Linked DNA regions of Hordeum vulgare: regions 1 and 2 are each linked to region 3. Evidence: chromatin contacts called from public Hi-C data. All regions are on one chromosome and are shown on one strand. Each heading gives the region's core, a stretch centred on a gene start, on an enhancer-like site or on the middle of the called end of the contact. The rest is flanking DNA. Distances are from core to core; before and after follow the strand shown. Region 1 holds the start of LOC123442998. Region 2 holds the start of LOC123442994 (auxin-responsive protein IAA1-like). Region 3 holds the start of LOC123442995 (serine/threonine protein phosphatase 2A 57 kDa regulatory subunit B' kappa isoform-like).

Region 1 (4,097 bases), core at 177-2,676, 200 kb after region 3:
GTTTTTGTGGTCACACTTTGGGGTCTCTGGGGAGCACGTCGGAAAGCGATGTACGAAGACATTTTCCAACCTCCGCATGCTATTCATGAGTTCATTCAGTCTTATGTCATTGAGATTAACGCCATCCAGATGGTTGAGGTATCAGGTCATAGTCCACCAGAGAGCAGACCAACTCAATGGATCGCATCGCCACCGGGTCTGACAAAAATTAACAATCATGCAACTGTTGGGAGGGGTAGATCCCATGGCTCGGTTGCTGCTATCTGTGGGGATGAACAGGGTGTTTTCGTGGGTGCTTTGGCGATAGTCTTCCCACACATCTTTGACCTGGCCACCCTGGAAGCGCTTGCCATAAGGGGAGTCCCTAGCACTAGTCGATGATCTATATGAGAGGAGAGTTCAAGTTGCCTCTGATTGCAAGGTGGTTGTTGATGACATACAACAGAAGAACGAAGGAGCATATGGGGTGATTGTTCATGAAATTGTTCAACACAAGTCTACCTTTCTTTTATGTAAAATTAGTCATGAATTTAGGAGCTCGAATGTCGAGGCTCACAAACTCGCGAGACATGTTTTACCGTTTGGGGTTGGCTACCATGTCTGGTTAGGCCAGCCCAATGATCTTGATTTCGTCCTTCTAAACATTATGACGAATGAATAAAGCTTCGGAGTTTGTCTAAAAAAACCTAAATTAAAATTTGGTTGTTTGGTTTGGATCAGGGCGAGGAAAGTCCGGGACCTAGAACCTCCAAGTGATGAACGTCGTCTCTTGCCATTGCATGTTCGTGAGCTTTAGAGTCGACATAGGCAGGATGTTGTATATGAACTACATGTCGTGACAGATTTAAACATCTTTTGCAATTTCAAAATGTATTTTTTAAATTAACTACTTTTTAAAACACAAACATTTTTAAATTTGTGAACAAATTTAAAAAAAAATCAAACATTTGAACAAACAGGAACATTGGAAAATGCATTTTTGAAAATTACGAACAATATTAAAAAATACATTGTTTTTTTGAAATTTGTTGAAAAATTTATGATTCTTTCCAAAATTTCAAAACTTTTTTTGGTTTTTTTAATGCAATCATTTTTTATAAATTTTATTCTGTTGTTATTTTGATTCTTTTCTGAAAAGAAGCAAACAAAAATTTAAATTATAAACGTGTTTGAATTTATGAACATTTCTAAAATAAATTTGAAAACAGGAATATTTTATGGAAATCTGATCAAATTATAAAAATTACAATCATTTTTGAAGTTTCTGAACATTAAAAAAAGAAAATAAATAGAAATAATAAGATAAGAAAATGGGCCGGCCAGTACACCTGCGCCCTGTCCGAAGCCCCGACAATTTGCCGTAGCGTGCGGCAAAAGGGTTTATATTGGTGGTCCCGCGCGGCCCAGACCCTAGTCGAGCCGAACCACAAGTAGAACGGGGCCGTCTCACCCTCTCACTCGCTTCTTGGTCTCCTCCCCACCGGACCCGGCGGCGTCCCCCACCCAGTCCGCCAGCCGCACCATGGCGCCACCGCCGGAGCTGATGGACGAGCTCGTCGGCGAGGTTCTCCTACTCCTTCCTCCTGATGAGCCCGAGCACCTCTTCCGCGCCGCCCTCGTCTGTAAGTCGTGGCTCCGCGTCGTCTGCGACCCCTCTTTCCGCCGCCGCTACCGCGCCTTCCACGGAGCCCCTCCCCTCCTCGGCCTCCTCCAAAGGTTCCAGGTCCTCCAAGAAACGCCCCCGCCCCGCTTCACCTCCACCACGTCGATGCCAGACTTCCCCTACCCGGGCTCCGATGGCCAGGGTAAGCACCCCGTTCCCCTCGACTGTCGCCACGGCCGCGTGCTCATCCACGTGGTGCAGGACGAGGGCCTGGTCTTCGTCGTCTCGGACCCCGTCACGGGCGACCGGCACGTCCTACCCGCGCCGGGCATCGACTGGCTCATCTGCACCGCCGCCGTGTTCTGCGCCGCGGATGGCTGCCAACATCTCGACTGCCAAGGCGGTCCCTTTCGCGTGGCCTTCCTGGCCACCGACGACGGCGACCGTCTCGTTAAGGCCAGCGTGTACTCATCTGCGACAGGTGCGTGGAGTGCGCCAGTATCTCTTGACGACGGTTGCCAATGCTATGCCCAGCACATGCGAGATGACATTGCAGAAAACAGCTACCACCTACCCTATGTCATGCCTCGGCGAGCAGCTGTCATTGGAGATGAAGTCTACTTCACACTTCGGTCTGCTCACAAAATCGTCAAGTACAACCTGTCAATCAACTGCTTATCCATGATTAACCCGCCTCCACACAGGAGGAGCCCAATTGCTCTCATGGTGATGGAGGACAGCTCGCTGGGGTTTGCCTGCACTGAGAGTTCTACTCTTTATCTGTGGTCAAAGAAGGTGAACTCAGAAGCAGCTGCAAAATGGGTGAAATGCAGGATCATCGAGCTCAAGACAATTATACCCGTTGTCGATCCAGATTACAAACCATTTGTGGCTGGTTCTGCAGAGGGTGTGGGTGTCATCTTCATAAACACAGATGCTGGCTTATTCACTGTAGAGCTGAAGTCAGGGCGAGTCAGGAAGGTTGACGAGCCCGCACAGTACTTTAGCGTCCTACCCTACATGAGCTTCTACGCTCCAGGTATTGGTGCTAGACCTTGCTTCTTGTCTATTGTCTTGCATTTTCGTTACAGCTTCTGTATCTTTGCTTATTTAGTTGGTTGTGGTTTGTGAATAATTAGTCGTGATGAAAGTAATATATGTTTGTTATGTATATTCACATATGGATCTTGCCAAGGACAATTCTCTGTGATGGAGAAACCTTAATATACGACACTGGAAAACATAATGTTGTTTATGTTATGAGATTTGACATGTGAAGGACAATGACCATGCATTGGTCGAATTGCTAAATATGTACACAAACATGTTGATCTCTTACTATCCTGTTTACCTTCCTTCAGACTTTCTTATAAATAAACATCTCTTATTTTGTGGCATAGCTAAAGTTCACATCTCAAACCTAGTATTGTAACTGTTGGAATTAGTACTAGCGTATAGCTCACCAGGTAAAATGCTGACTTGGAGCTGGTTATGAGTTTTGTACATGATATATTTTAGATCATGGCACATTGTTACCGCTATTAAGGATTAACTGATCAAAGTGTGCTGCTGGTTTCTTTCAGAGCTGCTAATATGAAGTATGAAGTCGTTTATTCTCTGTTCAGCAGTTTACTTACAAATTGTGCTAGTCCTTACAATCAATTGTTGTTGTCTTGTCGAATTCATCCTGATCATAATGTCAAAAGGTTGTATTTTAGATTAATATGTGAGGCATATTTCAGCTACTGTTTGCCTAATGCTCGGCTCGGCTACTTGGAACAGAAATTATGTGTAATCTATGCCGTCTCCCTTTCATGAAATTTTAGTATGACTCCAATGCTGATCTCGTCTTTAAAAGATATGTCAAGTAGCAGTACCATACTTGTTGGAAAAAACAATTGGTGGTACAAGTACAAGGAACTTAGTTTCACCACAAAGCGTTTAGCATTTTAAATAGATTCTAACAGGTGTGGAACTCTTATGTTTTTCACTTTTACTAAAAACTTGGAAACTGATGTCAGGATGTCCTGTCATAAAATAAGTCACCTCTTGTTTCTGGAGCGATTTCTCAATTATGGACTCAGGTCCGGTTATTCTTCTGTGCTATTATATGGAGCAGTCCATAGGAAGCAGGGCCAATTGCAACATTACCCCTGGAATAAAATGTCTCTTTTTTGCTACTGCTGTTGATTGGTCAAATAGTTGATGAAGTATGAAGTGCATGCTAGGTTCAAATAGAGATTGCTAAATATTTAATCAACCTTGGTTAAAAAAGAGATTGCTAAATATTTATTCAACCTTGTTGATATTGCATTATCACTTCACCTTGCTTCAAATTTTTCGTTAAGATGCATTATTACTTTTTCTTTTGGCATACTGTCAAATTTATTTTTGTAACCCCATTCAACCGCACATCAAATTATGAATTCTGAGATGGACAGTTGGTTACGAGCTTTCTGCTTGGTTTTTTTTTTCAGATCATGGCAGACTGTTG
Region 2 (3,542 bases), core at 253-2,752, 250 kb before region 3:
CATAACGAGAGTATGAAAAACACTTTCGTCTTTGACACCACAATTGGAGCACATATCAGAATTAGTTTGATGGTGCGTTGCTCTATAACTTGGACTGCTAAACTATTGGATACAACACATTAAGCAAAAAATAATATCTTGTCGGGAGGGGATTATCTTCCGAATAATACCATACACACTCTCCTTTTCCATTCACAACACCACTAGACTGCCCGAAGACATCCTTGAGATTTAACACAAGGTTGTACGCATTGTTAACTAAAAAACAATTCTTCTCAAAATGCCACGCAATAAAATCATCATCTTCAGACGACATAATACGTAGACTAAATTTTCCTCTGCATCATGGGGATACAACATATTCCTTCAAGCTCGTCCCATCTCCTCGATCCGGTCAAAAATAAATGAGACACCCACTTGAGCCTTGTTTTGTTCCTTTTGCCCGTAATTTTTAGGCCAGAACTTCTCGAAAATCAATTATCTCTCCAAGTACTCATGCTATACCCATAAACAACCCTCCAATTATCAATTGGTTTGCCATGTCGATCAATGATTACTTGATTAGGGGTCAGTCTTTTTGGGCGTCTTAAAAAGTAAGTTGTCTCTCTTTTAGCTTTAAAAAAATAAACAACTCCTCAGATTGACTTGATTAGATGTCCCTGATGACTTTGTCAATCTCGTGATCCGTCTACTCCCTCTGTTCTTAATTTTCTTTCCGGAAGATTCTATTCCAAACTACATATGAAATGAAATGAATGGAACTATATTTTAAAATATATCTATATATATCTGTATGTAGTTCATATCAAAATATTTTAAAAATAATTATACTTTCTTCGTTTTTAAATAATCATAGTTGATTTTTTTAGTTTAGTTTTCTCTAGCTATAATTATTTATGAACGGAGAGAGTATATTTATGAACAGAGGATACAACGCATGTTGTGTTTCTCCAAACAAAATCTCGGAACCATTTTTGACCCTTGGCCAAAAACCAATCGGAACAAGGTGGCGTGTCAGCCGGGAACAAAGCCCCCGCACAAGATTTGGTTCCATCGGGCGCGACCCACCGGCAGCACGGACGGATCCATGTTGGTTGAGGCCGACGGTGCAACCGTACGTGCGTGCGCCCATGATATCGATACGACGCGCGCCCCCAGCAGTTCCGTCCTGGACGGGCCTCCCGCGCCGTCCGCTGCCCATCGCCCGGCCCCGCCGCTCGCCGGTTCCGCGGGCCGCTGCAGGGCGCCCAACCGGCAGCCCGGGCCCACCCGCCCCGTGCCATCCGTTCCGTTTCGGGAAGGCCGACCCCTGCCTCTTTTGCGCTCTGCCCCTCGTGCTTGTCTAGCATTGCACCGCAGCCCTAGCCAGGGATGGAAGCAGGGGCGTAGGTGGAAATAAGGCGTAGGGCTTGTGTCGGTGCGTAAAGCTCGGCGCCGTGACCGTTGACCGTCGGTGACCGGTGGCCGCCCGCCCGCCCGCCCGCCTCTGTCTATAACCAACCTGCCGCCGCCCCGGACCGCACAACACAAAGCTGGACCACAGGCAGCACCAGCCGCAGCAGCCGAGGAAGACGACGCAGCCGACACCGCCGACACGCGCGGAGCTCAAGAGAGGCCGGCGGCCATGTCGGCGGAGACGGAGCGGAGCTCCACGGAGTCCTCCGCGGTGTCCGGGCTCGACTTCGAGGACACCGCGCTCACGCTCACCCTGCGCCTTCCCGGCTCCTCCCCCGCCGACCCCGACCGCAAGCGCGGCGCCTCCTCCTCCTCCTCCTCCCGCTCCCTCGCCGACCGCTCCTCCCTCCTCGCCGAGGCTCCGCCGGCCCCCAAGTACGTGCCGCCGTCCCTCCCCCTCCCTTGTCTGTCTGTTCCCCGTAAAAAAAAGGCTTTCTTGCTTGCGATGAACCGCGCGGGAATTCGTTGGGTTGGGATTGACTGACCTGACTGGGGTTTCCGTTGTTCGTTTGGTTCGCCAGGGCGCGGGTGGTGGGCTGGCCGCCGGTGAGGTCGTTCCGCAAGAATGCGCTCGAGAACGTCGCCGCCGGTTCCACCAGGGCGGCGGCGGCCGCGCCGGCCAAGTTCGTCAAGGTGGCCGTCGACGGCGCGCCGTACCTGCGCAAGGTGAACCTGCGGGACCACGCCGGCTACGACCAGCTCCTCCGCGCGCTCCAGGACAAGTTCCGCTCCCACTTCACCATCAGTGAGTACCTCAGTTCGGCCCCTCCCCGCCTCCGGCCGCTGCTCATGCTTGCCGGCTTCATGTTCTGTTCTCAGCTGACGACGTGCTGGGTGTGGGTGCGCAGGGAAGTTCGCCAACGACGAGAAGAAGCTGGTGGACGCGGTGAACGGGACGGAGTACGTGCCCACCTACGAGGACAAGGACGGCGATTGGATGCTCGTCGGCGACGTCCCCTGGAAGTGAGCTTCTTGCGCCATCGTCCTCTCCTTTAACCTTGATGGTTTCGTTTCTTTACTTACTTACTTATGCAAAGTTTGTGTCCTAACGCTAATTTCTGCTACTATGTGCTTGCATGATTGTTTGGACTGGGTTAATTTGTTTGTCAGGACTGATCAAAGTGCTTATCCTTGATCTGGGTGAATTGACCAAATCCCGTAGTACTTTCACAAGTGATTTTTGTTAAGATTAGATTGCTTGCTTGATTGAGATCTGCAACGGACATGGTTGTGATGAATTGTTTGCTTTACGATTTGGGTAGGAAACACCAAGGTTGCTTTGTTTGCGGTTCAGAGCAAGAGATTGATTTTTCATACGTAATAATTCGATCCCCAGGAGATGTTGTTGGTTGTTGGCACTAACACAGTGCATTGCGTGGGCCTGTAGCATGAGATTTGAACAGATTAATTGCTTCTCTGATTCCGTCTGCATTTATCTTGTTATTGTAGCTTGTATAAGAATATGGCAGACCTGAGCAAAGTGATTTGGGAGCCAACTGAATACCATTTTTAAAGTGAACATAAGCTGTCCCTTTTCCCCCTGAAGTTAATCTGAATTCACCTAGTGGAGCATGGATAATCGAAGAAAACGAATATACTCTGCCTGATTTACTTGCATCTCTGTTTTTGAGCTCATGTCGCATCCAGAGGAATTGACCCTGTGGGTCTTATAAGAATTGGATGTTGGGTCCTTTCTTGGTTCTTGCGCCTCGGTAGTGCATTACAACTATTTGTATGCTATATACCTTAGCACATTATAAGAAAACTTTGATGTCCAGCTTCTTTCCAGTAACAGGGCAGACCATGATGCCTATCCATCAGCCTATGCCTAACCCAAAGAATCTGCTTCGTAACTTTGTTAAGATAGGCTACCAGGGATAAGGTTTCCTTTCTAGTTTTGTTCTCCACTATAACTCACCGTGCACCCTTCAATAGTTTCTTGATCCATCTAGCAAGGGTGATCACTGCCTTGCGTGGGTTCTAGATAGTTTGGCGGTCTGGCGGCCCTCTTCGATTTCTTTGATAGTACTTTTTTTTTTATCTCGGTTGGATCGCAACGAACCACTCGAAACCGAAGACGAGGAGAA
Region 3 (3,616 bases), core at 478-2,977:
AACACTTGATCATATGCATTATGCCTAGCTAAATGCATAAAACAATAGCGTTTCTTGGGAGGCAACCCAATAGTTATCTTAATTTTTGCTTTTTACCTTCTGTTTGGGTGTTATAAAATGATTATTTCCTCTGTAATGATTGTGTTTTATATTTAAATTAGTGTTTGTGCCAAGTAAAGCCTTTGTCATGACTTGTGTGATAAGTAGAATTGATACAGTGCAAAAACACAAACTTTGACGTCCAGTGCAGAATTCTCTGATTTCACTGAAACGTCTTTTCAAGCTAAAATTTTTACACATTATTTCTATACAAATTCCTCAGGCCTTTCTATTTTTTCTAAATTTTTGAAGCTACATAAGTATAGGTTCTTTATAGATCATTACAGACTGTTCTATTTTAGACAAATTCTGTTTTTGCTTGCATAGTTTACGTGTTTTGATGATGCTATGGATTGTATCGGGGGTATAAGCCATGGATAAGTTAGAATACAATAACTATTATGCAATAATAAAATATGAATCAATTTATAACATTACCTAAAGTATTTTATATATCACTTATAGATAGGCCCTGGATGTATGGTCTATGACCCTACCACTAATAGATCACCCCATCAGGCACAACACAACACGACCTGACCAAACACGCTTAGTAAGTACACGAGCCATGTCCGGCCAACATGTGTGCTAACTTCCACGGCCTAGGCACGACACTACTATTAAACGGGTCGGCCCACCGACACGTTTAGCCGTGAGTCCACCATTATTTAGCCTATTGGACTACTTATTTGGCCTATAAAAAAACTAAGTTGAATGTGTCGTACCAGCACGCGTGTCCAACCTCCATGGACAGGCATGCCCCTAGGCAGATCACATGCCGAGCCGACTTGTCACGAGCTAGACATGCATGCTAACGGGCTGGCCAAAAAGGCACAACCCAATCGGCCAGGTTTGCTTGAGAGCCAAAATGCCTAACTCGGATAAAGAAAACGGAACTAGTTCTAAAAGTTTTAAGGATCACGATCCTTGTCTCAGAAATAATTTCTGGTTTGTGTAAATACAAAATCTATAACAAAATGTCTACTCAACGCAGTCGTCAACTCTTGCCTTTTTGCTTCCTCCCCAGTTGTCAAGTCGCTGGTGTTTCTCATAAGGATTGTGTTGGAGTCGTCATCATCACATAACTCATCTATCACGACCCAAGTTCTAAAAGCATGCGATATGTCTTGCAACCCGAAGAGATTCTCACCTAACCCAACATTTCGACAAGCACCGCTAAACCAAAGAGTGAAGCTCGATACCGAAGTAAAACGTTGACGAGGAGGAAGACGAGCCCGATCATGTGGGAGCACTACGATGATTATGTATTATCCAGTGTGTCCATAATAAAACATTATCCTTTCGAAAAAAAATACATTATTATTTCCTTCAAAAAAGACGTGAGGCTTTCACCATGATAAATTAATCGTAATAAGTTTCATCATCGAATAAAAAAGAAAAAAAGATAAACTGCCGAATGACATGACATTTCTCGACCGTTGCACCTGATCTCCTATTATCCAACATCGCCATCATCATCTCTGCAAGGAGAACAATTTACCAGGAGGAGGAAAGAACCGCTCGACAATCCAACGGCTGCCGTGCCACGCTCCCCATGACCGGACGGCCCAGATGAACCGTATCGTCCATGCATCATCACTCTGACGTTCTCTCCCTCACTCGCACTGTCGTCCTCCAGTGTGTCTGTGTACCACCGCCCCCTCCAAAACGCCAAAAAAAAAATCCCCACTTCTGCGCCCTTTCCCCCCTCCCATCCCTCCTCCCGAGATCCCATCCATGGCCGCCTCCCTCCCCCGGATCTGGCCCTGAGGCCGCCATTGCTGGATCCGCCTCCCCCCTCCGCGCCGTCGCGTCCCCGGCTCCTCCACGCGCCCCGTTGATTGAGGCGGCCCGTCCTCTCCTCCCTTCTTTGGTGGTGCGCTCATTCGTTGGTTCTTGATCCGTCGCATTTGCGCCGGTAAGCTGCCCGAGAGCAAGGAATTCGCCCTGAGATCTCCGGTTGCCGTTGCCGTGGAAGTCCACCCCCTCCCTGCCATTGCAATCCCCTGTTGCCGTCGCAAGGTGCGTCTTTTACATAAAATTTCTGCGAGGAATTTCACGGCCGGTTCTCGGGAGGACGGATTTCTCGCAATGGTTCTTTGATTGGGGGAGAATTTGATGTGGTGTTGGTGCCGCCGTATTCTGCCGCCATGTGGAAGCAATTTATCGGCAAGCTGTCGTGGAAATCGCTGAAATCTGGCCCTGGCGGCGGCGGCGGAGGGGGCTCGCCCACGGCGAAGTCCAATCCCATGTCTCCCAGGGAAAATGGGGCCTTCGGGAAGCCCCCCGCCTCGCCCAGGTCGCCCTCGGGGGCCGCCGGAGCCGAGGGGAGGTCCAGGGAGGACGCCTTCATCGAGAAGGTGACTATTTGCTGCACGGTGTACGACTTCACTGACCGGGGCAAGGACTCGCCGGAGAAGGAGAGGAAGCGGCAGGTCCTCATGTCCCTCGTCGACTGCATTGGCGCCGCCGAGGAGCCGCTCACGGAGGCGATGATGTCGGCGTGCGTGCGCATGTTCGCCGTTAATCTCTTCAGGGTCTTCCCACCCAAGGTCCGATCAGGCACCACCGCATCGGAGACAGAGGAGGACGAGCCCTTCTTCGACCCCTCTTGGTACCACCTGCAAGTTGTGTATGAACTGCTTCTGCGGTTTGTGACCTCGCCATTTGTTGACCCCAAGGTAGCCAGGAAGTATGTGGACAGTTCGTTCATCTCCAAGCTGCTTGACCTGTTTGATTCTGATGATCCCAGAGAGAGGGACTGCCTGAAGACAGTATTGCACAGGATATATGGAAAATTCATGGGAAACCGACCGTTCATCCGCAAGGCCGTGAGCAATATCTTCTATAGGTTCGTCTCCGAGGCCGATCATCACAATGGAATATCCGAGCTCTTGGAGGTGTTTGGCAGCGTGATAAGTGGGTTTGCAAAGCCATTGAAGGAGGAACATAAGTTGTTCCTATGGAAAGCGTTAATTCCGCTTCACAAGCCTAAGACAGTGGGTGTATATCTGCCGCAGCTCACATACTGCATAACACAATTTATAGAGAAGGAACCGAAGCTTGCAGGAACTGTGATTAGAGGTCTGTTGAAGTACTGGCCAGTTACAAATAGTCAGAAGGAGATGATGTTCTTGGGGGAGTTAGAAGAAGTGCTTGAGTTGATTGATATGGCCGAGTTTCAGAAGTGCATGGTGCCATTATTCCGGAGGATCGCAAATTGCCTCAATAGCTCACATTTTCAGGCAAGTTTCTTACCCTAGCCATTCATTACTATTTGTCCCTAAACCGTGTCTCCTCTGTATGATCTTCTTTTGTCTTGCAACAATTGCTAGGGTTAGAAATACCGACAGAAAACAAGATATGCTTGTGAAACATCAGTACAAGAATTTATCATGAGTCTCTGGTAGGGAGTTATCATCACCATTATTTTGTAGAGTAGTTGTGAAGGTGTATACTGGTCCAATCTATTGCTTATTTTAGATTTTTTAGTCAAAGAATCTGCTTGCTCTCTTTC

Evidence for each region. Hi-C and Micro-C count contacts between places; a contact is called where the count stands out from the background.
Region 1: a contact with region 3 is called in a Hi-C map of seedling, with 5 times the contacts expected there. The contact joins the promoter of LOC123442998 here to the promoter of LOC123442995 in region 3. A contact is called at or near these places in 2 of 6 Hi-C or Micro-C datasets (leaf and seedling) and 1 of 1 datasets of contacts at active chromatin or transcription factors (embryo).
Region 2: a contact with region 3 is called in a Hi-C map of leaf, with 3 times the contacts expected there. The contact joins the promoter of LOC123442994 here to the promoter of LOC123442995 in region 3. A contact is called at or near these places in 5 of 6 Hi-C or Micro-C datasets (leaf and seedling) and 1 of 1 datasets of contacts at active chromatin or transcription factors (embryo).

The regions. Positions count from the first base shown.
Region 1 is chr3H:68,620,695-68,624,791 of MorexV3_pseudomolecules_assembly, forward strand. LOC123442998 reads left to right here and starts at 1,427. Exons shown (of 3, transcript XM_045119207.1): 1 at 1,427-2,235; 2 at 2,308-2,642; 3 at 4,081-4,097. The coding sequence starts at 1,523.
Region 2 is chr3H:68,173,152-68,176,693 of MorexV3_pseudomolecules_assembly, forward strand. LOC123442994 (auxin-responsive protein IAA1-like) reads left to right here and starts at 1,503. Exons shown (of 5, transcript XM_045119202.1): 1 at 1,503-1,830; 2 at 1,977-2,200; 3 at 2,304-2,418. The coding sequence starts at 1,625.
Region 3 is chr3H:68,418,878-68,422,493 of MorexV3_pseudomolecules_assembly, forward strand. LOC123442995 (serine/threonine protein phosphatase 2A 57 kDa regulatory subunit B' kappa isoform-like) reads left to right here and starts at 1,728. Exons shown (of 2, transcript XM_045119203.1): 1 at 1,728-3,344. The coding sequence starts at 2,250.